Linked DNA regions of Mus musculus: all the other regions are linked to region 2. Evidence: chromatin contacts called from public promoter capture Hi-C data. All regions are on one chromosome and are shown on one strand. The core of a region is the stretch at or near the end of the contact, and the rest is flanking DNA. Distances in the headings are between cores, read along the strand shown.

What was found. Promoter capture Hi-C pulls out the DNA fragments that hold promoters and counts their contacts.
Region 1: a contact with region 2 is called in a promoter capture Hi-C map of pre-B cells, with 2.4 times the contacts expected there. The contact joins the promoter of Ppm1j here to the promoter of Magi3 in region 2. A contact is called at or near these places in 4 of 39 promoter capture datasets (hippocampal neurons, liver, pre-B cells and 1 more), 4 of 484 Hi-C or Micro-C datasets (CD8 T cells, embryonic stem cells and muscle stem cells), 2 of 115 datasets of contacts at active chromatin or transcription factors (memory CD8 T cells and pancreatic cancer cells) and 1 of 9 other capture datasets (liver).
Region 3: a promoter capture Hi-C map of pre-B cells shows a contact between it and region 2, with 2.9 times the contacts expected there. The contact joins the promoter of Trim33 here to the promoter of Magi3 in region 2. A contact is called at or near these places in 4 of 39 promoter capture datasets (the C10 cell line, cranial neural crest, liver and 1 more), 1 of 484 Hi-C or Micro-C datasets (pre-B cells), 1 of 115 datasets of contacts at active chromatin or transcription factors (extraembryonic endoderm stem cells) and 2 of 9 other capture datasets (adipose tissue and liver).
Region 4: a contact with region 2 is called in a promoter capture Hi-C map of stem cell-derived epiblast-like cells, with 2.8 times the contacts expected there. The contact joins the promoter of Syt6 here to the promoter of Magi3 in region 2.

Annotation. Positions count from the first base shown.
Region 1 is chr3:104,779,721-104,782,881 of GRCm38.p6, reverse strand. It overlaps Ppm1j (protein phosphatase 1J), which reads right to left and starts at 1,826. Exons shown (of 10, transcript NM_027982.2): 1 at 1,473-1,826; 2 at 161-281. The coding sequence starts at 1,795.
Region 2 is chr3:104,219,076-104,221,998 of GRCm38.p6, reverse strand. Magi3 (membrane associated guanylate kinase, WW and PDZ domain containing 3) reads left to right here and starts at 1,593. Exons shown (of 21, transcript NM_001159354.1): 1 at 1,593-2,354. The coding sequence starts at 2,033.
Region 3 is chr3:103,277,830-103,281,012 of GRCm38.p6, reverse strand. It overlaps Trim33 (tripartite motif-containing 33), which reads right to left and starts at 1,720. Exons shown (of 20, transcript NM_053170.3): 1 at 567-1,720. The coding sequence starts at 1,134.
Region 4 is chr3:103,573,697-103,576,706 of GRCm38.p6, reverse strand. Syt6 (synaptotagmin VI) reads right to left here and starts at 1,462. Exons shown (of 8, transcript NM_018800.5): 1 at 1,167-1,462. The coding sequence starts at 1,329.

The DNA of each region.
Region 1 (3,161 bases), core at 577-3,076, 560 kb before region 2:
AGTAAACTTTCCTAGCAGAACTAATCAAATCGAAGCCACTTAGGGCTTCTGTGACAGAGGGAGAACCTCCACACCTCTCCCATTTAGAACCAATGCCTGAAACCCCAGGGGAGAGGTGCCATCGCATCTCTGGAGATTAGGAAAGGGGATGGAGTATTACCTGGTTATGGCTAGGCTCCCTGGAGACCCCTGTAACGCTCCTGCTCCTCCGACTTTCCACATACACAACCTCGCAGCAAGCCTGATCCTCATTGTGCCTGCTCTTGCCAGCATTGATGACCCTACCAGAGAGCGTCCCACACCAGGTTAGACACCAGACTAGGTCCTGGAATAACCCCCACCTTAGACTCACATACACACACACATCCTCTCCTGCTCGCTGGCCAAGCTGAAAAAGGTCACAGCTGCCTGGGCTCCAAGCCAGAGGGAAGAGGAGAAGGCAGGGCCAGCAAGAAGTACTGTCTGGCGGCAGAACGTACAGCCTCATAGAAAGGCCCGCAACAGTAACTGCCTGCCTCAGTTCCTCCATCCTTGGCTAAGGAGACTTTCCGGAAGGTGGTGCTGGGGGTGGGGGTGGGAGTGGCCAAACAGGAACAGTAAATTTTACTCCCCTGCTGGTCAAAATACTACACCCCACCTCCAGTCTCAACCAGCTCAGACAGTGATTCATGGCACCTTCACCTTCATGCACACATTAACCCTCATCCTAAAACGACCCAGTGAAAGTTCCGGTTTTTCTTAAGAGTGGGTAAGCGCTCCGGCCCAAATAGGGTATGTAGACCCACCTGGACTGGGCAGGAATCTCTTAGCTACAAACCCCTTCCAACGGAGAAGCTAATGAGGAGGTGCGGGGCTACCCACCACCTCCTTCCACGACCTCAGTGCCCCCATTCCCCTGGTGGCTTGGCTTGGCTTTCCCCGAAGATGATTTTAAAATATACAGGTTCTGAGAGTACGCTGATCTCTACCGGCACCTATCTGTCTACACACCCATAACCAAAGGGAACCGTCGTGCTCTGCGGGCGGACCCCTCCCCCGCCCGGGAAGCCAGAGGCCTTCTGGTGTCGCGGGCTATTTCTGGGTGTGGAGGGGGAGGGGACCGGTAAGAAGGACAGGGAACTGGGGAGCTGGGGCCAGGAAGCGGATGAGCGAGTCTTTCCACCCGCGATCTCCCTGGCAAAAGGAACTAGTCCTTCTCAAACCTCCCCTCCCCTAGCCTGTGAACCGCGGGCCGCGACTTGGAACCCGCCAACTCATCCTCGGCGGTGCTCCCTGCGCCCTCCCTGGGTGGGGACTGTCCTGAGTCGACGAGGGGCAGGGTGAACAAGGTCCTGAAGAAGGTCGTGGAATTTGCACCCCGTCCGGGGGATGTCTGGGAGGGGTGCAGGTTCCTGGGATGGTTCCTGAAGCCGGGATGCGTCTCCCGGGAGAATGGGAGTCCCATCCTCGTCTGGGAGCCCCGGGGCGCTCACTCGGCATAGCCTGTGCTCCAGGGCAGGCGGCGGCCGGTGTCTGGGGGGCTTTGCACAGCCCGGCCTGCGTGGTCGTCGGCGCGCCGCAGCCCTCCGGGGCTCAGCTGCAGAAAGGTGGGTCGAGAGAAGCTCACAGTAGTCTCCGCGGTCTTCTGGGGCGCGCCGACCTGGTTCCCAGGCTTCTCCCGGGAACTCTTAGGTGTTTCTTGGGCGGCGGGAGGCGCTGAGGTAGCGTTGGGCAGATCTGGGGACTTGGAGCGCTGGGAAGAAGTGCCACCCGAGCTCACCAGGTGCGCCACGGCTGAGCGCACCCGGTTTAGCATGCTGCCTCCGTGCCCCGCCCTCGACCGTGGGCCCGCCCCCTGAGAGGCCCCGCCCCTAGGGTTCCAGGTGGGCGGTGCCCACTCCTGGTCCTTAACAAACTTCCCCAGGCTCCAGGCTACCCGGGAACTGCTCCACCCGCTCCTCGCCTCCGCATCCCTGCTTTGTCCCGCCTGAGTGTCAAAGGGGAAGGGTCTATTGTGGGAAAGAAGCGGAACGAAGGAAATATTTCAACCATGCTGTAGGTTAGACATCCGCTAGATTTAATCCGCTAGAATTTGCCCATTATGACGAGGGTGGGCGAGGCAGCCTCCTCGCGCTCGGTTGGGGGTGGGCCAGCCAGAATGGAGAATTATAGAGCTGATGACTTCAGAGCGAAACATCCTCTTGGGTGTGAAGGGTTTGGTGTGACAACACTTTGGGTTAGGGCTGCAGAGTCGAGAGCAGAGAGAACTGGTGCTAGTCGCGGTGCTAACCAGGCCAGGCAGCCTGAAGGCACTATTCTTCCTAAAGGTCACCTCCACGTTCGAAAGAACAATTGTCACTTCCATCCCACTTTCTCAGAACCGTACCTCCATATTTAGACGTCTGCTGGCCAGTTAGTAAGGTTAACGACATAGTAAATAAATATGATTATTGAGGGCTTGCTCCACACTGGGCCCTCTATAAGGCACGGTCTAGTTGTTAGATCACTATACAAAACGATGCAAGGTAAGCTACACCCATTTTACAGATGAAGTAGGAGTAGACAGTCTCCTGTTCTTTTATAGACTTGCCTAAGATTCACGCAGTCACTTAGAGATTCATACCCATGTCAGAACCTGCTACAGATACTGGCTTCTCTGGACTAGGAAAAAGGCCCAGAGGGGAGCGGGACTCCTAAATTTCCACCCTGAGGTTGCAAGCAGAAAAGCAATGCTGAGCAAGTTCTCTGGCTACCGCCAGGGGGAGACAAAGGCCAGGCCAAAAGCGTGTGTGGGTCGCAGGAAAGCCCACTACGATTCACACAGAGGGGCTGTTTTTCTCTGTCTTCTCTCTAGGGAAGGATTACTGACCCGATTCAGAAAGAATTCTGTCCTTATACTTGGGCTTAGAGAGTTGATCACTATCCACTCCTTCATCTATCCCCAACACACAGTTTAGCAGAAGTCAAGGCCCTTCCTTGAGGGAACCACGACTCCCTGTTCTTAGCTGAGACTCCACCTCAAGGCACCCAGCTATGTGCATCCTGTTCATATCCTGGGCTAACCTGTGCCGCCTTTCTCGACCACTTCTAAATAAAAATTACACAGTGGTCATTCAAAGTACAAACTTGCTGTAATTAGGTCTGTGTTTGGGGGTAGGGGAAGGGCAGGGCAGAGAAAAATG
Region 2 (2,923 bases), core at 344-2,843:
TATTTGAATGATCCACATGATGCCTGTGAAAAGTATTTACTCCATTGGGTTCCAGACGCTGGGCTTTCTCTACCCCCATCATAAGTGTGAAGGCCATCTGGCTTCCAATCCACTTGGCCAGAGGGAGCCTCAGCAGGATGGAGGGTGGTATTAAAGAAATGTAGTTTCTCTCTTGGGTGACTGCTCAGCAGACAATCAAGGACTGAAGGTTACAGTCTGGCAATCTCTCCATCAGGGTGTAGATAAAGGTCCTGTCTCTGCCTGGCAGGTCCCAAGCCTGCAGCTCCAGGGCTCCACTTCCCTTATTGTTTCTTGAGTCCAGCCCACATTTAGTGTTTTTATTTCCCCAGTTCAATGGTGTGAAGGAAATCACTGTAGCTGTCTGAAGCTTGATCTAGTTTGTAGAGCTCCTCGGAGTTTAAAATAAGGGCTATCATTAAAGGGAGTCAGAAGACATGCCCTGTCACAAAAGTGAGACAAGTGCCCCAGTTCAGAGAAAACACTTTCCAAGAAATACTGGACGACTATTTGGATGAGGTGAAACATTTACGAACAGAGGGCATTCCAAAGACGAGAAAGCACGCGTTCAATGAAGGAAGAAAAAAAGCTTAAGTGTTTCTGAAAAATTAGAGCTGGGAGAGATCTGAGGTCTCCCTTGTTCTGAGTCACTTCTTCCACCTTCTTACAAACAAGCAGACGCGAAGCAGAGATCTGGTCAAGGTCAAGCCACCAGTGTCAGGACTTAGCTCCGCAGGCACCAGGTTGTTTTTTAATCCATCTCCTTCCCGCTTTCCTCAAATGATCTTCTAGTCAGTCTCTCTCGCTAAGCTGCAGTCTCCTCGAGAGCAGGATCACTGTTTTCTTCATTCTTGGAGTTCAGTAGCTAGTGTAATTAATGATCTTCACTCTCAGCTTGTTTCCGACAGGCTGTCTAACTTGCCCGAGATCACACAGCATTCGAGCACTGGACTGTATTTTACCCTCAATTAACAGGATTTCGCCAATGGATCATTTAAGAACATTCATTGAACGAATTAACAAATTCAAACCCGTAGAATCCGTTTCAGCCTTAACAGGCCCATTTAGTGGCTCCACCGTTCGGAGTAGCTGGGCACTGGACTCCCAGGATCCAGGCAAAGCACTCCCAGGATCGCCTTCGGGCTCCAGCTCCGAGGCCCCGCCCCCTGCCCAGCTGGGCACGCCCCACCTTGGGGACCAGGGTCCTTTCAGTGTTTGAGTTTCCCTTGGCTCCAGCCCCTGGCTGGAGGGCCTCTCCCCTCTAGGCGACCTGTGCCCGCTCCCAGACCAACCCTCTCTTTTCCCTCCCCCTTCTCCCTCCCTCACACTCTAAACTTCTTTTTTCCTCCCTCTCTAAACTTCAGTCATTCTAGTGCCCGCCTCCTCTACTTAGACCACCCAATCAGAAATCAGCATGCCCGCCGAGGGCCGCCCCCAGCTGCCAGAACCCAATCCACGGTGCGGAGCCGAGAACTGGGCGGGTCCTCCGGAGCAGAGCTGGTGACGGCAACGCGCCGGGCGCTGCGCTGCGGGAGGGGGCGGGGCCGGGCCGGCGAGGGCGGGGGAGGGGCCGAGCGGGGAGGAGGTTGCGGCGGGTTTGAAAGCGCCAGTTTCCTGGCAGCTGGGGCAGGCGTTGGTCTCGGCGCTCCGGCTCCGCAGCAGCCGCGCTCCAGCGAGCGACTAAGCTCGGTGCGCGCGTACCGATACGAGCCTCGGTTCCAGCCGCTCCCTCAGCTCCCGCCCCTTTGCCTCAGCCTTTCCCGCCGCGCGGGCGCCGAGTCCCGGCCGTCGGCGCTGACCCCGCCCGGAGACCCCGCCGGCGCCGCCCGCGGGGCGCGCGCTCCCTCCGGCTCTCCTCAGCGGCCCGCGAGAGGGGCGGCTCGCGGCGGCGCGCGGCCGGCGGGCTGAGGCGGGGGGTCGACGGCGGCGCCCCTCTGGCCGGGCTGTGCGCGGGGCCCGGAGCGGCACCGCGGCCGCCCGCGCGGGGGCTCCCCATGGTGCAGCGGAGGTCGGGATGTCGAAGACGTTGAAGAAGAAGAAGCACTGGCTCAGCAAGGTGCAGGAGTGTGCGGTATCCTGGGCCGGGCCCCCGGGCGACTTGGGCGCCGAGATCCGCGGCGGCGCCGAGCGCGGCGAGTTCCCTTACCTGGGGCGGCTCCGCGACGAGGCTGGCGGCGGCGGAGGCACCTGCTGCGTGGTCTCGGGCAAGGCGCCCAGTCCGGGCGATGTGCTGTTGGAGGTGAACGGGACGCCGGTCAGTGGGCTCACCAACCGGGACACTCTGGCTGTCATCCGCCACTTCCGCGAGCCCATCCGTCTGAAGACGGTGAAGCCAGGTGTGTGGTCGCCTTGGGGACCCGGGTCCTGGTCCGACTCCCCGGGGAGGAGGGGGGAGGGGGCGGCGCCGGGGTTTCCCATTTTGCGGCTAGTAAAACTGAGCTCGGGTGAACCGACAGCTGTGTAGGCTGTCAGGGAATTGGCACTAGGAGCTGGCTTTCCTAATCCAGCTCGGTCTCCCACCGCATCAAGAGTTTTTATTTTTATTTTTATTTGCCTAGAGAAGAGCCATCTCTTTTCTTCTCCCCTTTGTGGAAACAGTCCTATGATGATAATCTTTTCTTTGGAACGTATTTGCGTCTTCTAACGGGGAGAAAGGGCTTTACTATGGAGACTCGGCGCCGGATCGAGGGCCGAGGTTACCACTGAAAGCTCCTGGGAGGGCTCAGCTGGCCCAGTGCGTCGTGCACGACCGCAGACGTCTGGGAGCTGACAGTCCCACTCTGTGGGTCTAGGTGGCTCAGGTGTCTGAGTCCCAGTGAGGTACAGTGTGTGGTATGAGGCAGTGGAGCTGTTGTGTCGTCTGGATTTGGAAGGAGGACCCAGGTGCCCAGCCGAGCAAATGCCT
Region 3 (3,183 bases), core at 471-2,970, 940 kb after region 2:
GAAATAACATAAGCCCAACTCTCCCTGACACTCTTCCCTTCCAAGTTCCTCTCTTCATCCTCAAATCCCAGGATTTCCCCTTAACCACGCAGGCCCCTCACAACTAATATCACTTACCAAGCTCCTCATCGCAATGTCACCCTAGTGCCTTCTTCTAACCCAAGGACTCCAATGTCTTTTATTACCATTTAATCGGTAGCTCTTTCTCTTAACCGAACAGGCCAATAAGCAATCCATTCCAACCCCTAGCTATCAACACTGTCGGACCAGGCCTTCCCACCCCAACTCACTTCTCACGGAGGGTTCGGTACACCCCTTTTCTGTCTCTTTAGTCCACCCTCTGCAGAAGCGCCTCAAACCTCCCTCTCAGCATCCCCTCCCCCAGCCCCTCGCAGCCGGCACCCCTCCCTTCTCTCTCCCCATATCTCCGGCGGTGCAGCTTCTCTGGTAACCGTCCCCGGGGCCGTAGCTTTCGTCTCGGAGACCTCTCTGCACTGCACCGTCCGAGCACCCTCGGCACCCCAAGCCGCCACACCAGATTCTCCCGGGTGCGGCCTGCTGCTCACCTTGCTGGACGTCACCGTTGCTGCCCCCAGGGATGGGCACGCTGAGCTGGCGCTCCGGCTCCGGCAGACAGCGCAGGCAGAAGGAGTGCAGGCAGGGGAGCAGCTTGGGCTCCGCCTCGCGCCGGCTCTGCAAGCTCTGCTGACACACCGCGCAGGTGTCCAGAAGCGAGGCTGGTGGTCCGAGAGGTGGCCCCGACGAGGAACCAGGAGCCGGGGCGGGAGCGGGGGCCGGGGCCGGGGCCGGGGCCGGGGCCGGGGCTGGGGCAGCAGCTGGAGCCGGCGTCGATGCCGCGCCTCCGGGGACCGCGGAGCCCACTGAGGCCGCGGGGACCGAGGCGGCCGGGGCCGAGCTTGAGGAGGCCGCGGCCACCCCCCCGTCGTCGGGCCCAGCCGCACCGCCCTCCGCGCCAGCCCTGCCGCCTTCCTCCTCCTCCTCCTCCACCAGCACCGCGGCGAGAGGCGGCTCCGCCTCCTGCGCCGTGGGCCCGGCGGCCCCGGCGGTTACCGGCGCGCTACCGCTGCCCCCGCCGCCACTCTCTGCCTCACCGCCGCCTTTGTTTTCCGCCATGTTTTCCTCTTTGAACCCGCCGGACCGCCCCGCGCCGCCCGCCGCTCGCGCCGCCGCCGCCGCCCCCAGCCTCAGCCGCAGCCACAGCAAGAGCGGCCGCCGAGAGCGAGCGAAGTAGCGAGCGAGCGAGCGAGCGAACGCACGAGAGCGCGCGCGCACGCGGCGCCCCCGCCCTCGCGTCGCGGGGCGGGAGGGGTGGGCACGCGCACGTACGCACCGACGTCCTCCGGAGGGAGGCGGGAACTCCGGCCGCGCGCGCTCGCGGGACAGACCGCGATGCAGCTCCGCGCCTCGGTGTGGTCTGTTGCCACCCGGCTGGAGTTGTGTAGCTCGGTAGGAGCTGGTGGAACTGGGTCTCTATGATGTGGCTGCTAGCGCCGAAGCCGCGGTGGTGCGGGAAGAAGGGAGGGAAAACATGCAGGAGTAGGAGGCCGGCTTGCGTTCGCCCCCGAGCGAGCGTCTCCACGGCGACGCCATCCCCAGCGACGGGCGCGCCACCGCGGAAGCTTCACCTGTCGCGCGCTTGGTCGCGGAGGCCTCCTACCGAGGAGGTGCGGACCACCTGGGTCTTCGCTGGGTGTTGCTGGACCGCGTTCTCTAGAGGGCTGTGACACCCGAGAGCGGCTGCGCAGAGTTCCCCCCACCACGTACACACACACCCCAAAAGTCTCCAGATATAGGCTCCTGCGGTGAGACAGAAGTCTTCTAATAGCTATTTTTAGCTTCTTAAGGTGATTCTCCAACGTTGCTACATACCTGAAAGCCAATCAAATGAGCTTTTTTCTAAACAGAGATGCCAGGGCCACACCCCAAAACAGAATCAGGAAGTTGAAAACCAGATGAATGTTGAAAAGTCCCTGCGGCTGATGTGCCAGTTTGGGAGACCATGTTTCTAACCAATATTATATCCCGAGAATCTCACTCGGCGTCCCCGGGTGGGCCAGCTGACTGTCCTCACCACCTCAATCTTAGAAGCTTTATGAAAGGGTTTTGTTTTGTTGGTATCGGGCCTCTCCGCCTCAGGCTGCCATCAGACCTTCATTTAGCCAGTGCTGCCAGAACAAGTGTAACTTGATATAGTGCCCACCTGTAGTCACCTGCAGGGAGACTGCTGAGTTCCTGGCCAGCTTAAGCATCAGGCTTCATAGGGAGACCTTGCCTCCAAAAAGAAATGGGGGAGGGGAAATGATGTAAGTGCAACAGCTGTTTTAATGTGAGTCTCACAAGCCCGTCCTAGACCGTAGTTATACAGGAAATTTATTTGGGTGAGTTTTTAAATTCACAGAAAAGCGTTTTTCATCAATTCCTTCAAAATCTCTTCTGACTTTCGTGTTAAGATAGAAACGTTGGGGTTCCTGCAGGAGAACAAAGAAACTCTCTGCCTTCAAGAAGTTGACAGTTTAGAGGATGAACATGGAGAGTATGTCGGGGGAAATGATAAATGCTTTGGAGTAAAAATAAGGCGAGTGTAAAGGATTTGTGCTGATTGAGCAAGGGCTCTGCTGATAAGGTGAAGAAACCTGGCTTGCACAAGAGTATTCCAGACAGGAGCAGGTGGCAAAAAACAAAGGGCCTAAGGCAAACAGAGACCCTGGAATTAGTGTGAGAGGAATGGCTTCAACAAGGAAAGGAAAAATAGGAGATAACACTTGTGGTCGTTTGAATAAAAATGGCCTCCATGTGGCCAGGCCTGGTGGCCCACGCCTTTAATCCCAGCACTCAGGAGGCAGAGGCAGGTGGATTTCTGAGTTCGAGGCCAGCCTGGTCTACAAAGTGAGTTCCAGGACAGCCAGGACTACACAGAGAAACCCTGTCTCAAAATAACCAAAAGAAAAAACAAAAACAAAGAATGGCCTCCATAGTTTCATTTATTTAAATGGTTGGTCACCTGGGAGCAGAACGGCTTGAAAGTATCAGGAGGAAGTATGTCACTGAGGTGTGCAAAGGTATGCAAAGAACACATTAACTTCCATATGCTTTGTCACTAAGTTCAAAAACCACAAGTATCAAAGAGAACAGGATTTCTGCATCTAATCATTATCTACCAGC
Region 4 (3,010 bases), core at 213-2,712, 650 kb after region 2:
AGGGTCTTGATCGGGGTCTCAGTCGCGGACAAGGTACGGTGAGTCTGCAGAGCCCCAAGGAACTCCAGCGCTTGGGTCTCTGCAGGATCTCCCCACCCCCACGCCGCATTCGCTCCGGGCCGCAGGCTGCCCCCGGGCCCTTCCCTCCGAGGGGACACGACCCATACTTCCTCTGTCCTGTACCCTCCTAATTGCGGGACAAAGGATCCCGCTGCAGCAGGAGAGCTTGGCGGCAAAGACTGGTGCAGCAGGTACATACCCGGGCCGGTCGGCTGTCACGCCGCGGACACTCCCGCGGCTCCCGCCGCCAGGGCGCGACACGCCACCCCTCTTGTCGCGACTCCCGCGAGACGTCGCGGCTGCACGCAGGACCGGGTCCCCGAGGGGCTCGGGCTCAGGACTCACCCGGGCTCAGGAGCTGGACTCGGCTCGGGCTGCCGCCTAGACTTGGCGGCTGCCGGGGTTGCGTCCGGCGCAGGGTCCGCGGGGCCGGGGCAGGAGGTTCCCGCCTGGCAAAGTCGGTGAGAGGCACCGGCTCAGTTGAACACCCGCCCGGAGTCCGAGTGAGTCAGAGAGAGACCGAGGAAGCGAGTTATAGGGGTGCCGGGTGGGGGTGGGGGTACGCCACGACACTCTCCCCACCCCGCCCCCCGTCCCCCCTCCCCCCCGGCGAGACGCAGACAGCCACTCGCTGCTGAGAAACCTGGACACAAAGACCGCGTGCCAGCTGCAGGCGCAAGTTTTTCCCAAGCCCAGTGGCACCGCCAGCCTTTACCCAGTCACTAATGAGCCCTGGATCCTAGATCCTGAACCCTGGACAGCCCCCCACCCCCTGAAACACAGCTTTCCTCCGTGCCCAGGACGTCTCCATTCCCCTCACCCTGGCCAATCGCTCCTGGGATGAGCCCAAGACACAAGGGAAACTGAGGCCCCAAGGATGCCGCATCTCCGGGCTCTCATAATTAGTGACCTGGAAGGAGAAGGGTTCTCTCCTCTCAGGTCCTCTTCGAATCTCTCCCTGCGGGCGGTGAGCCAGGGAACTGACCCAGACTGGGACTCCGAGCTAGACTTCTGAGGTTCTGGGGCCCTTGGGCTGGTACCTTGGGCAGGGGAGGCCACTGAGAAGAGAAATCCAGGAGTGGAGAGGGACCTGGGTCTCCCAGTACCTGAGTCTGCCGCGCTTGGACTCTGCTCCGGGGACTGCAGCTCGAAGCTCCGACAAGTCTCAACGTCCAGCCCGAGAGGGGGCGGCCGGGCCCGGCACAGAGAAGCCAGGACCGCGAGCGCCGCCTGGCACCGAGGCCCTCCGGCCCCCCAAACCCCGCTCATGCCCCGGACACTCAGGCCAGCGGAGTAGTGGCTCGAACTCCAGCCGCGGCCGGACTGGGGCGGGGTAAGAAGGCCCCAAGAAGACCCTCCCCGCAGCGGCCCCCTGAGGCTCCGCTCTGCTTTTAATCACTTCCCCGCAGGGTCCCCGCCCCTCACGTGGCATCCCGCGGCAGCTGGCAAGTCTGGCGCCTCACGGCCGCCCCCTCCACACTCAGGGACTTGCCTGAGTCCGGGCAGGTTCCAACCCCGCTGTCCCACATCATGCAGGATCAAGGCCAACTGAGTCCTCACTGCGGATATGACCTTGGGCCTTTCTGGGACTCAGTTTTCCATTTCGTAAACGAGGTGTAATAATTACTGGTGCTCTATGAGCTCCCTGGGAATATATAGGTAGTGCTTGTGAAAACGTTGGGGAAACTGCCACATGCCAAACAAGTGGGCATCGCAATAACACAACATAAAAAGGAGTGGTCTGACTGTATGGCGGGAGGACCCTGCAAAGAGAGTTAACAGGAGAAGTTAGCCAGACTTTCCGGGTCTGGGCTTCGGAGATATAAGACCCCAAGACGGCAGAGCGAGGGGAACTGTAAAGAAGACTTTCAGAGCCCCGCAATCTTGCGGTCCGAGGCACCCGCACGTTGCTATGGCGACTGGAGGCAGCGGCCGTCTCTCTCCATGGCAACAGGAGGAGAAAGTTTCTGAATAGGAGTGGGGAGCATTTCAGAAAGGGGTTCGGTTCCCACCAGACCCACCTCCACGCATCAGACCAAACCCACCATAAATAATATATTTTTGTATGAAGCATATATAACAAGGACCAAAAAGACGGAAATCTAAATAGGAGGCTAGACTGTAAAAGGAGCTCCCCTCAGGAACTGTGAAGTGAGACTCAGAAGCAGGGTGGCTGTTAGTTTCGGGATGCTTTCACCCAGGCCTGGAAATCTAGGAGCCATTGCTAACAGACAGGAGAGCGACTCCCTTAAGGCCCTATCACAGTAGACTCCCACCCTTCACCTATCATCATTGTGTTGCCTTTCCGAAGTAGGATCTGGGAAAGAAACTTTAGCTGGAGCCCCTGCACCTGCAGCTACGGGGCTGGTGTGTGCAAGTGAGAGTGGTCAGGGAGGAGGGTCCTTCCTCCGAATACACGTTAATTGGAGGTGGCTTGGGCTGCGACTCAGGTTCCAGAGAGAGGAGATTTGGAGCGGTAGCTCCAGACGATCACCACCATGCACCATCTGTACCAGCCGCATCAACTGGCCCTTATAGTTGCAAACACGAGACAGACAGTGCCCAGGGTAGCAAGAGAAAGGCCTCAACCTAAGAGACCTCTTCTCTCAGCCTGGAGGTTCTCCTAACAGGCGCAGTGTCCCTGTCCGCGGTGCTGAAGATTCGGTTGGTATAATCAGCTTGTGCGCGCTGTGTTAGGGAAGAGTGGGGAGGGGCTATTATAGCGGGTTCGCAGCTTCCACCCGGGTCCCTAGAGCCTGCCATAGAGAAGTGTGGGAACTTGAGCGGAAGGGACTGAGGACGGCTTGATCCATGGTTCAATCCAGACCACCTTCCAGGCAGTGGTGCTGGATTGCTGTTCCAACAACAGGTAAGCTTCTGCCTCTCCACTTGCCTTCCACCCACCTGAGGAACCCAGACGCCCGATATCCTCCCCTCCATCACCAATGTA